Regions from separate parts of the Rattus norvegicus genome. Here region 1 is linked to region 2. The links are chromatin contacts, called in public Hi-C maps. All regions are on one chromosome and are shown on one strand. The core of a region is the stretch at or near the end of the contact, and the rest is flanking DNA. Distances in the headings are between cores, read along the strand shown.

Region 1 (5,282 bases), core at 1,951-4,450, 80 kb before region 2:
CCTGCCTCTACGTCAGCAAGTCCAAACTGTGAGAGAAACTGAATTCTGAAGAAGTGTCCAGGGACATACCTGTCTCCAGTGTACAGAGGCTCTTTCTCCTGCTTCCCTGTAGCCTGCTCAAATGTGGGAGCCGTTTTTCTTCTTGGTGCTCACATCTCTTGACTATCCAACACCTGCCAAGCATTGGTCCGAGATTCTTGCTTTTGTGACTTACTTTACAAATGAGAAAAGTAAAGTGCTGGGACTAAAAGACTTGCTCAAAGCTGTGTAGCTGGTAAATGGCAGAGCTGAAATTTGAACAGTCTGGTTCCAGGGTCTGGGACTCGATCTTATGTCATGTATGCCCCATTATTCTCTTCCTCTTCAGTGTTCCCAAGGCCTTCCAGCTTTCCTCTGTTATGACTATAGTGTGATGCTGTGAATGCCTGCATCCCATCCCCCAAAACCAAGGGTAGACATTCCCAGGCCCGTGGACCCAGAGCCATTATCAGGAGATGGGACTGGGGAGAGAATGGGTTTGGCGAGACTGAAGTAGCGTTAGTGCCCTTTCAAAAGACACACAGAGAGCTCATGTGTCCTTCCCATCATGGAGGACACAGCAAGATGCAGTCTGTGGACCAGGAGAGACCTCACCAAACAGTGTCTGCCAACACTTTGATCATCTTGGACCTCCTGGTCCATGAAACGGAAAAAATCTCTGCTGAGCCAGGCATGAGGTGCACAGCTTAATCCTATCACTCAGGAGGCAGAAGCAGGAGGATCTCTGCGAGTTGGAGGCCAGACTGGTCTCCACAGTAAGTTTCAGGACAGCCAGGGGCTACATTGAGAGAACCACCCTCCTTCAAAAAGTAATCTGCCAATGATCAGCATTTTTTTTTTGTTTTTTACATTGTTGCAAGTTTGTTGTTGTTGATGTTATAATGTCCCAAATACTGTATTTCTGTACTAGAAATCTAGGCTGACTGATCAGACTGCCCTAGAAGTTGAGGACTGTGGGTGGTTTATTCCTGCCCCTGTGGGGCAAGCCAGTGGGTCAGCTTTACTCTTAGTAACCATTAGTGGCTATTAGTAACCACGAGTACTGGATTAAACAAAGCTTTATATAGGGTGGGAGGGAAGGAAGTCGGCAGCAAAGGCCCACTTACTGATCACTGCCTCTGCTTTGCACCTGACTCTGCAGACGCAGAGATAAACTGTAAATAGTCCCCTGAGCCCCCAAAGCCCAGGATGTCTGAGCTGACAGATCTCAAAGCTGATTACAAAAGCCTGGGGTGCCACTGTCTGCCATAGCCCAGACAAACCCTGACTCACACAGGAAAATGCTATCGAGGTCACACACAACAGACAGTATCCCTGACAGCCCCCCTCCCAGAACTGAAGTCCACCACGATAGACAGATGGGCAGATGGAAATGCTGGGCAGCCAGCCCCCACCACAGCCTCTTCACCTCCACTTCAGTCAGAAGCCAGCTGAGGTGTGCAGGCTGCACCCTAGAAGAGGCAGGTGGTTCAGACATGGTCCCTGGGCACAAAGATTTCACGAGCAGGTAGGCAAGGTAAACCACAGGGGCAGTCATAGCCCACAGACACTCTGAACTTCCGAATGCAGGAGAAGGGAGACAGACTGACAGATAACAGCTTCCAAGCACATGGGGGACCAAACCTCGATGTCGCAGGTACAGAAACTGAGCATCGAGGGAAAGGGGTCATGTCTATAGCACCAATCGGTGGGTAGCAAAGCCAGGACTGGGGACCAGAACTCCCTTTCACCCTCTTCATACTCATCCCTTTTCAGTTTGAAGGGCAGAACCCATGATAACTTCATGAGCACCTACTCTCTCTGGCACTTGCTCGGATTTGGATGGCAGCAGATGAAGTGATTTGATGACCTCATTCACAAGGCTCCCAGTGACAGTCACCTCCGTTCTGGATCAGCCATGACTGTGATAGTCAGCTCAGTCTAGGACCTGGAGTTACAGAGAGGCACATGGCATGGGTCCCCCAGAGGGTCAGAATCATGGCTTGCCTCTCCATTATGGGGTCTCCCTCCGGGGGCTTGTGGATACCTTGCTGGGTCCCAGATTCGGGGACACACAGGAAGCCACATGTCAATAGTAGACAATACTTCAACTTCCCGTACCAGGTAGGGATCTTGGTCTTTCCAGCACATGGAGGCTTTAGGTGAATACAGGAGTATTTGTGGACCACAGCCTAGCACCCAAGCTCAGTCTTCTCCTCTGTAAAATGGCAGTTTGGGTTGTAAGGACCAAGCGGAAGATCAGGACCAGGTTCTGAGTGTGCTGTTCACACACCCTAGGAGCTCGGCACCGGCGTCAGCTGACGGCTGTCTACAGTGACCACAGTGGAGGGACTTTCTAGAGTAGACCGAGGCCACAGGTCCCAGACAGGATGCAAAGGGCCTGAGAGCCACAAGGGCTAGGGTTGGGGGATGCTCACTGGTCAAGGTTGAATCAGACAGGCCCGTGAGTAGAACAGACAGAGCCTGGGGCAACTCAGGCAGCATGGGAGCAGACAGCGGAGAATATAAATGACGGATGTCATAAAAAACAAAGCAGCCGGTGGATGGTGTCAGCTTTAGTGAGGTAAGTCAGCAAGGCCCTGCGGCACTGCAACCCATGTATTTAAACATATTGCTCAGGCTGTCCCCAGCATCCAGTGCGAAGCGTAAGACCATCATTTTGTTTGGATGATTGCTCAGGCGGAGGTCTGACCCTGGCTCTGCTCACTTGGTTTTATTTGTTTCTGCTAGATTTTTTTTTTTTTTTTTTGTCATCGTCGTTTATTTGCTCTGACACAGGGTCTTGCCATGTAGCCCAGGCTAACCTCAAATGTGTGGTCTATCTATCTGCTTTCCTCTCTTTTCTTGTGGATTAACCTCAGGGCCTCACAGGCCTGAGGCTAGTGCGCCCCACTGAGCCTCCCCTCCAGCCCTTCAGTCATTTTACATAATGAGCTTCTACATGGATTCTCTTTTTAATCACAAAACTTCTTAACTAAAATCCAAACCCAATGAGCTGGGAAAACTGAGGTCAATAAAGGCAGAGGCACTTGGTCAAGGCGCAGAGTTAGGCAGCCATCCCAGATCCAGGCGTCCCCTCCTCTGCCCTGTTAGGTCATCGTCCAGGATACCGAGGCTGTGGCCAAGAGCTGGGGCGGAGCTGGGCAGGGCCTGGGGCCTAGTGCCAAAGGGTAGGACAGCCAGGCTTCGCTCAGCGCTCCCACTGCTGGGAACAGAGCGCAGCCTGTCAGGCGGTGCCTCAGATTTACACACCAAGACATTCATCATTGTGCGATTTGTAATATTGAAAAGTTGGAAATGACCCAGCAACAGACTCATAAATTATGCCACAGGCTTTCTGTGGACTGCGGAGCCATCCAAGTTCATGTCTCTGGAGACTATTCAACACACACACATGCACACTCACACACACGCACACACACTCACACACGCACACATGCACACTCACACACGCACACTCACACACACACGCACACACTCATATGCACACACTCACACACACACTCACACACACACTCACACGCACACACACATACACACACACATGCACACACACACACATGCACACACGCGCATACACATGCTATGGGAAAAGCTGACCCCGATTTTAAAATAGTTACTATGGGGAGGCTTGGGGCAGTGCAATAGGCAGTCACTGTTGTCCTGCATGAGGGTCTGCCTCCTCCTGGGTTTGTTATTTTTCTGTTATCGTTATTGCTGTTTATAATAAGCAAACATGATTTACAATAAACATAAATCCATGAGTGTAACAGAATTTAAGATTCCCTGCTCAGGCCAAAGGTCCCAGCCACACCAAGCCCTTTGTTTTTTAGATCCTCACACAGTGTCTTCTTTCTCGCCCTTGTGTTTCCTGACCCCCGGGAATGTCACAGCTTAACACAAATGCAGCTTTTAATCCCTCTCACGACTCAGTCACCACGTTCTAATAGGCTTATTCTTAATTGCTGAGACGACAGTAAAGATTCTGAAGATATCCTAATACATCCTTGCATTTAGGAAAATGAAGTTCAAAACGGCGAGGGAGCCAGAGCCCCAGAAGATACTATTTGTGTTCTCACACTCTCTAGCTGCAAGCAATGTGTGGGATCTTCTTCCGGAAGAGACCTACCCTTCTCTTCCCTTCCCACCAGACTCATCAGTGGCACTAATAATCCCAGGCAACCCACTGTGCGTATGTGTGTGTGTGTGTGTGTGTGTGTGTGTGTGTGTGTGTGTGTGTGTTTTACCTGTATGTATGTATGTATGTATGTATGTATGTATGTATGTATTCATGCATGCATGTGCACCATATGTGTACTTGGTACTAACACAGGTCAGAAGAGGGCATCAGATCCCCTGAGACAGTTATGAGCTGCCAAGTGGATACTGGGAATTGAACCTGGGTCCTCTGAAAGAGCAGCCAATGCTCTTAACCACTAAGCTATGTTGGTATTCTGTCTAAGCTCCACCCCCACAGTTACCTGGCAACGGCCAAGTATGCTCTGCCCCACAGTTACCTGGCAACAGCCAAGTATGCCTGACTCACTATAAAAGGGGCTCCTTGCCCCCTCCTCATTTTCTTCTCTTCTCTTCTCTCTCTTCTCTTCTCTTCTCTCTCTTCTCTTCTCTTCTCTCTCTTCTCTTCTCTCTCTTCTCTTCTCTTTTCTCTTCTCTTCTCTCTCTTCTCTTCTCTTCTCTTCTCTTTTCTCTTCTCTTCTCTCTCTTCTCTTCTCTTTCCTCTTGTTCTCTTGCTCTTGCTCCTTGCTCTTGCCCTCTTGCCCTCTTCCCCTTTGTCCCCATTCCCCTCCCTTCTTCCCTCCACATGCGCATGGCCGGCCTTTACTCCTCTCCTCTTCTACTCTTCTTCTCTCATTAAACCTTTCCATGTGAAACAGTGTTGGCCCTTTGTGTTTTGTCTGGACACAAGCCGAGATTTCTACCCCAACGAGCCATCTCTTCAACCCCAAACACTGTGGGACTTTGAAAAGAGTCACTGGTCTCTCTAGGCTCCAGCTTTCCCTTCCATAAAGACATTCCCAACTCTTTATTCATAGCATCCCAGTTCCCTATGGTAGCTAGCTTCTTAATCTGTTCCCTGTTACCAACAACAGAAAACCGCAGGGTGGGTAAACTTAAGTTTTAAAGAAAGGGAGTTCATTTTGTTTTAGCCTGTGGCTCATGGCTCGAGGTATCTGCTGACAGCCCTCTAGCTGGTAACGTTCCAAGGTGGCCCAGGGTACCAC
Region 2 (5,275 bases), core at 9-2,508:
TGGCTCACCAGGTCCCGAAGTCTCAGGATGAGAGCCTGACCTCCAGCTCTAGCAGATTCCTGGACTTACTGTCTATTTCAATAGGTTACTGCTCCTATAGGACACAGGAAAACCAGTGTGCCAAACTCATATATAATGTACAGGTGACAGGTGAAATTACGGTCACAGTGCTCTTTTTTACGCAAATCAGCATTCTAAAGGAATGGTTCAGCTCCCAGGTACTCAAAAGGAGGTACTCAAAGCGGGCGGTGGCGGGTTGTTAGGGGGGAGGGTTGCCCAATAGAAGTTCCAAACAGAACTTAGGTCTAAAAGGCAAGTACCTCATTTTCAGGCAATATTTTGGTCTTGACAAGGCTCACACTACCCCCCTGAGAGCAGATTCATAGGAAAGCCACTCCTCTTTGGCCTGGGTTTCTTCTCGTTTGGAATAGTAACTACATTGTCTTAGGTACATCATTATAGTGCCACCAGATCACAGGGGGGTATCCAAGTCTATTCATGTAATTTACCTCGGGGCCTCAGTTTCTCCATCTGTAAAACTGTCTCTGGATTAAATAGAGCCTCGCCAGCTCCGGTAACCTTAAGCGTTAAATGTTTACATAGCTGGTTCCACTAAGTTGGCAGTGAACAGGGTTAAAGCCCCACTTCCTACAAGGTGAAAAGGTAAGCAAACATTCCGACCTCCCCTTAGCCTTGCTCCCGGATTGGTGCCCCGCCTGGTCCCAGCCACCTATCGCGTCCGCATCCGTCATCTGGATTGCTAATACACTCATTAGCATAAAGAATTATTCGAAGACGCGGCACCGGATAAGCTGAACCGGAGTCTCTGTCCCTTTAAAGAGAAGAGAGACAGGCACTCTCTCAATAAGGGTATCTCCCCTGCACAGTCCTCTCGGTCAACTAGAGGTCGTGCGTTAGTCCTGCCCGCCTATCACCTCGAAGGTGGGCATCCATTCCTAGAGTGCACGGCGCGCGGGCCCCCAAGGACTGACTGTGCTGACTGTTCGGGCCTCCAGGAGCCGCAGTCTCAGCTGGAGGGAGGCCGGGCCTGCCAAGCAGCAGGACGAGGACGCCCTCGGGCACGACCCAGGGGCTGGCGCCCAGGCGGCCGCAGGAGGTGGCTCGTGCAGCAGGGGGGAGGTTCCTGACCGCACGCGGGAGGCGGGGTCTAGGAGGAGGCGGGGCATTGGTGGAGGGGTGGGGCCTGCGGGAAGGGGCAGGACCGCGGCGCAGGGCGGGTTCTGGCGGCGGAGTGTCACACACGCGGCGGCTCGGGAGGCGGCGGCAGAGGCAGCGGCAGCGCCAGGCGCCGCCGGGACGGGCAAGGGCTCGCGGGCTCCGCCAGGCGCCGGCCGCCTCTCTCATTCGCTCTCTTGCTTTCTGACCCGCGGTGGGGCCGGGCTCGCCCCAGTGCACTCGAGAAGCCCGCAGCTGGCGGAGGCTCGCACGGGGCAGGGGCGCGCTCCGCGAGGGTGGGGGCGCTGGGTGCGGGTGTGCACGGCGGGGGGCGCCCGGCCTTCCGCTCTAGGCGGCCCCCGGGCCCTATGAGACTCGTCTGTGAGGGGCGCGAGATCCGAAGCTCGGCCGGCGCGCAGCAGGGGCGGAGGGCTGTGCAACAGCGGCCAGAGCCGGGCGGCGGCCGGCAGGAGGCGGCGGCTGCGAGAACTTGAACTTGGCGACCGGTGCCCCGCACGCCCCCCACCGGGGCAGAGGCGCTGCGGGACTGGGCGGCAGTGTTGTCCCCCGAATGGCCGCGGCGGCGGACGGGGCTCGCGCGCCGCGGCCCTAGGCGGCCCTTCGCCATGGCCAAGTGGCTGAACAAGTACTTCAGCTTAGGCAACAGCAAGACCAAGAGTCCACCGCAGCCGCCGAGGCCGGACTACCGCGAGCAGCGGCGCCGGGGTGAGCGGCGCGAGCAGCCCCCGCAGGCCGTGCCGCAGGCCTGCTCTGCGTCCTCGGCGTCCTGTGGGTCGGCCGCCGCCTGCTTCTCCGCCTCGTCGGGCTCTTTGCCCGACGACAGCGGCAGCACGAGTGACCTCATCCGCGCCTACCGCGCGCAGAAGGAGCGCGACTTCGAGGACCCGTACAACGGGCCGGGCTCGTCGCTGCGCAAACTGCGCGCCATGTGCCGCCTGGACTACTGCGGCGGCGGCGGGGACCCCGGCGGGGGCCAGCGCGCCTTCACGGCGGCGGCAGGCGCTGCGGGCTGCTGCTGTGCGGCGGCGGGAGCGGGCGCCGCCGCGTCCTCATCCTCATCATCCGGCTCCCCGCACCTCTACCGGAGCAGCAGCGAGCGGCGGCCGGCCACGCCGGCGGAGGTGCGCTACATCTCCCCTAAGCACCGACTCATCAAAGTGGAGAGCGCGGGCGCTGCGGGGGACCCTCCGGGAGGCGTGTGCTCTGGCGGCCGCACCTGGAGCCCGACGACCTGCGGAGGCAAAAAATTGCTCAACAAGTGCGCCGCCGAGGAGACCGGAGCTGGTCAGAAAGACAAGGTAAGATCCAAAGCTACTGGTGCGCATGGGAAACTGAGGCACCGCCACGTTTCCCATCCCTTCCACCAACTTTGCTCTGGCATCCTGGGGTCTAGGCTACAGCGCTCATTCTGCCAGATGGTTAATTAGACTCCGTCTCTTTGGTTTCTGCTCCCCAAACGCACCCTTACGGATCCCAGAGCCAGAGCGAGAGCACCCCGCCTAATTTTACCCAGAAGACATACCCAGCCAGCCCTTCCAGCTCCCCTAGTAAAGTCAGCAGCGGCTGGCCTAAAAGAGCATTTACTTTTGTTTACCCCGGGTTCCAGTAATGGTCCCCCCTCCCACATGCAGATGGGAATTGAAGTCCAGAGTCGGAAAGGTAATCTCTGGGTTATAGTTTTCCTTACTGGAAGTCCCTGACCGTGTGTATGTAAATGCTTCTAAACGTCCCACTCTGCGTGCCAGGTTTCCGAAGCCAAGCGGCCTTTTGTATTGGGAACCCCCACGCAGGCTTTTCCGGTGTAAAGGTTCATCTTCCCAGAGAACTTAGCCATCTGACTATTTACCCTCTCTCCCAGCTCCGCAGGCGGTCTGCTTAAGAGACTTCTTTCCTGATTCCATCCCTGTAGTACTGTTTCAGGAGAGAAGGAGCCTTGTGACAGTCCCCTGCTCAATCTACCAGACCATCTTGTTCCCTGCTTCATAACAAGGGAGTTAATTACAGCCAGGCCCCTCTACTCTTCCTTCCCTTCACACTCTGGAGTTAGCATCCCTTCCCCCATAAAAATACTTGTTCTGCCTATTTCTTTTGGAGGCAGTGTTTTGATTAAATCTGAGGCCCAGTGTGTGTGTGTGAGAGAGAGAGCTTTAGAGCAGGGTTGCCTGGCTGTCAGGCCCCTTTGCTCTGCCTGTGTTCTCCCCCCACACCCTCCTTGGGAGCTCAAACTTTTGCCTGGACTGATAGAGATTGGATATCCTAGCAGGGAGACATTTTCTGCCTGTCACAGCGGGTGCTTGGCAAGGGCTCTTTTTATTTTATGGGAGAGGTGGGGGAGAGAGAGGTGAGGAGGATGCCTTCCAGAGAAAGTCTTCTGACTGGTCTTCTCCCTGGGGTCATTCTGCGTCGCCCACCCAGGATGGATGGTGTGCGCAGCCTGAAGGAGCTTAGTGTGTCCCCTGTAACGGTGTAGGCACACACCTTGGAATCTCGTACTCTGCGAGCTTCCCAAGTACCCAAGATGGCATACTGATAACAGTGAGCTAGAAGCCCTGGTGACTCACACAGTCACCATAGGGGCCATAGGAGAGAGAGGTCCCTGATGAGTGCTGCGCTATTGGGCTCCCGTTTGATGGTTTCCGGAAGGCAAGCCTCCTGCAGCTTTGTATGTGGCTCAGGCTGAGTTTGGTGTGCTCACTGGGAGAGCCTGCAGCTTTTACCTGTAAGAGTGAGGAAAGAGCTTTCCAGAGAGGTTTACAGCCCACCTCACTTGACTCAGCATCCTGTTGTTGCCCAAGACCACTGCCCCTCAGGCAGACTTTCTTTGTTTACTGCTTGTGGTTCAGCCTGCTCTCTCTGAAGTCTTTGTGCTGCTTTCAAGATTGTTGTAAACATTTTTTTTCCCAGTTAGTTAAGACTTACAGGTGCTTAGTTAACATATTTTGTAGCTGGGATGTCAAGTGTGCCCAAGAGTTGGCTTCATTGACACCATATTTCCCATGGGTCTTTGCTCTCCTCCAGCAGGTGCTGGAAGGGGAATCCTGTGCAGGACATGTCTGTTGGGTGCTGTGACAGAGGCCATCCTGTGATGAGGCCTGGTGTTAAATGGGGTCTCCATTGTTGAGCTTGAGCCAGTAGTGTTCAGACTGGAGAAAGGTGCTTGAGAGACCTGCAGGTATAAAGCTTTGGGGGTTGGAACTGAGATGTTAGAGTTGGACTGGACCCTAGAAGGGTTGCAGGGCCTGGGCCAAGGATGTGTAAACTGAGTTGACTGGTGGAAGGGGATACAGTTTTAAAGAAACACTGTCTGGGCTGGTTTCCCTTTCTCATGTTGAAGCTTTGATCTTTTAAAAGTGGTCTCTCCCGGGAGACAAGGGAGGAAGTTACCAGATGTTCCTTCTGTCATGAGGAAGGGAGGCAGCAAGGGAGAGGGACACGAAGTGTCCTGGAAGGCTGGTGGAGACAGTACTTTATTTTCTGAGATAAGACTGAAAACAAAGCTGACCTTAAAGTCTCTAGGTAGCCAAGGATGGGCTTGAGTTTGTGCCCCCCCCCCCCCCTTCTCACTGTCTATTTGGTTTTTAGAGACAGGATTCCTCTGTGTAGCCCTGGCTAGCCTGGAACTCACTTTATAGGCCAGGCTGGCCTCTGCTTCCTGAGAGCTGGGACTAAAGGCACGTGTTGCCACCTCTCAACTGTGGGGACTACAAGTATGGACCACGTCTAGTTTTATGCATTTCTGGAGATTGAACCCAGTGCTTTCTTTGTACATGCTAAGCAAGCAATTCTACAAAGGGAGCTCCATCCTCAGCCCTCCTCTGCCACTTCTTTAAAAAACAAAAAACCCCTGCACATTTGGTTTTATTGACTATTTTTTGGACAGTTTCATACATATATGCAATGTATCTTGATGAGTCCACTCTTAGCTCCCCACTCCCTCTCTGCCCCACCCCCAAACACTTGCTGCTCTGACCTTAATCTTTTTTTTTTTTTTTAAGTAAGATTCACCTTTGGTGTCCAATTAATGCTGTTTGCTTGTATAGCATGGGGCAAACTACCAGCTCAAGAGCTCCCCAGCAAG

Evidence for each region. Hi-C and Micro-C count contacts between places; a contact is called where the count stands out from the background.
Region 1: a contact with region 2 is called in a Hi-C map of Schwann cells, with 5 times the contacts expected there. The contact joins the enhancer-like site here to the promoter of Shb in region 2. A contact is called at or near these places in 8 of 12 Hi-C or Micro-C datasets (the Rat2 cell line, Schwann cells, frontal cortex and 4 more).

Annotation. Positions count from the first base shown.
Region 1 is chr5:64,659,264-64,664,545 of GRCr8, reverse strand. No RefSeq gene overlaps it. Among named protein-coding and RNA genes, the nearest start is that of Shb, 81 kb to the right of the region's middle. Within about 2 kb of position 3,200, at least 35 of the 93 cell types and tissues checked have an H3K27ac peak or open chromatin away from gene starts, as enhancers often do. A contact at or near this core is called in Schwann cells, kidney, liver and 1 more, where this site is marked.
Region 2 is chr5:64,577,055-64,582,329 of GRCr8, reverse strand. It overlaps Shb (SH2 domain containing adaptor protein B), which reads left to right and starts at 1,258. Exons shown (of 6, transcript NM_001427398.1): 1 at 1,258-2,495. The coding sequence starts at 1,803.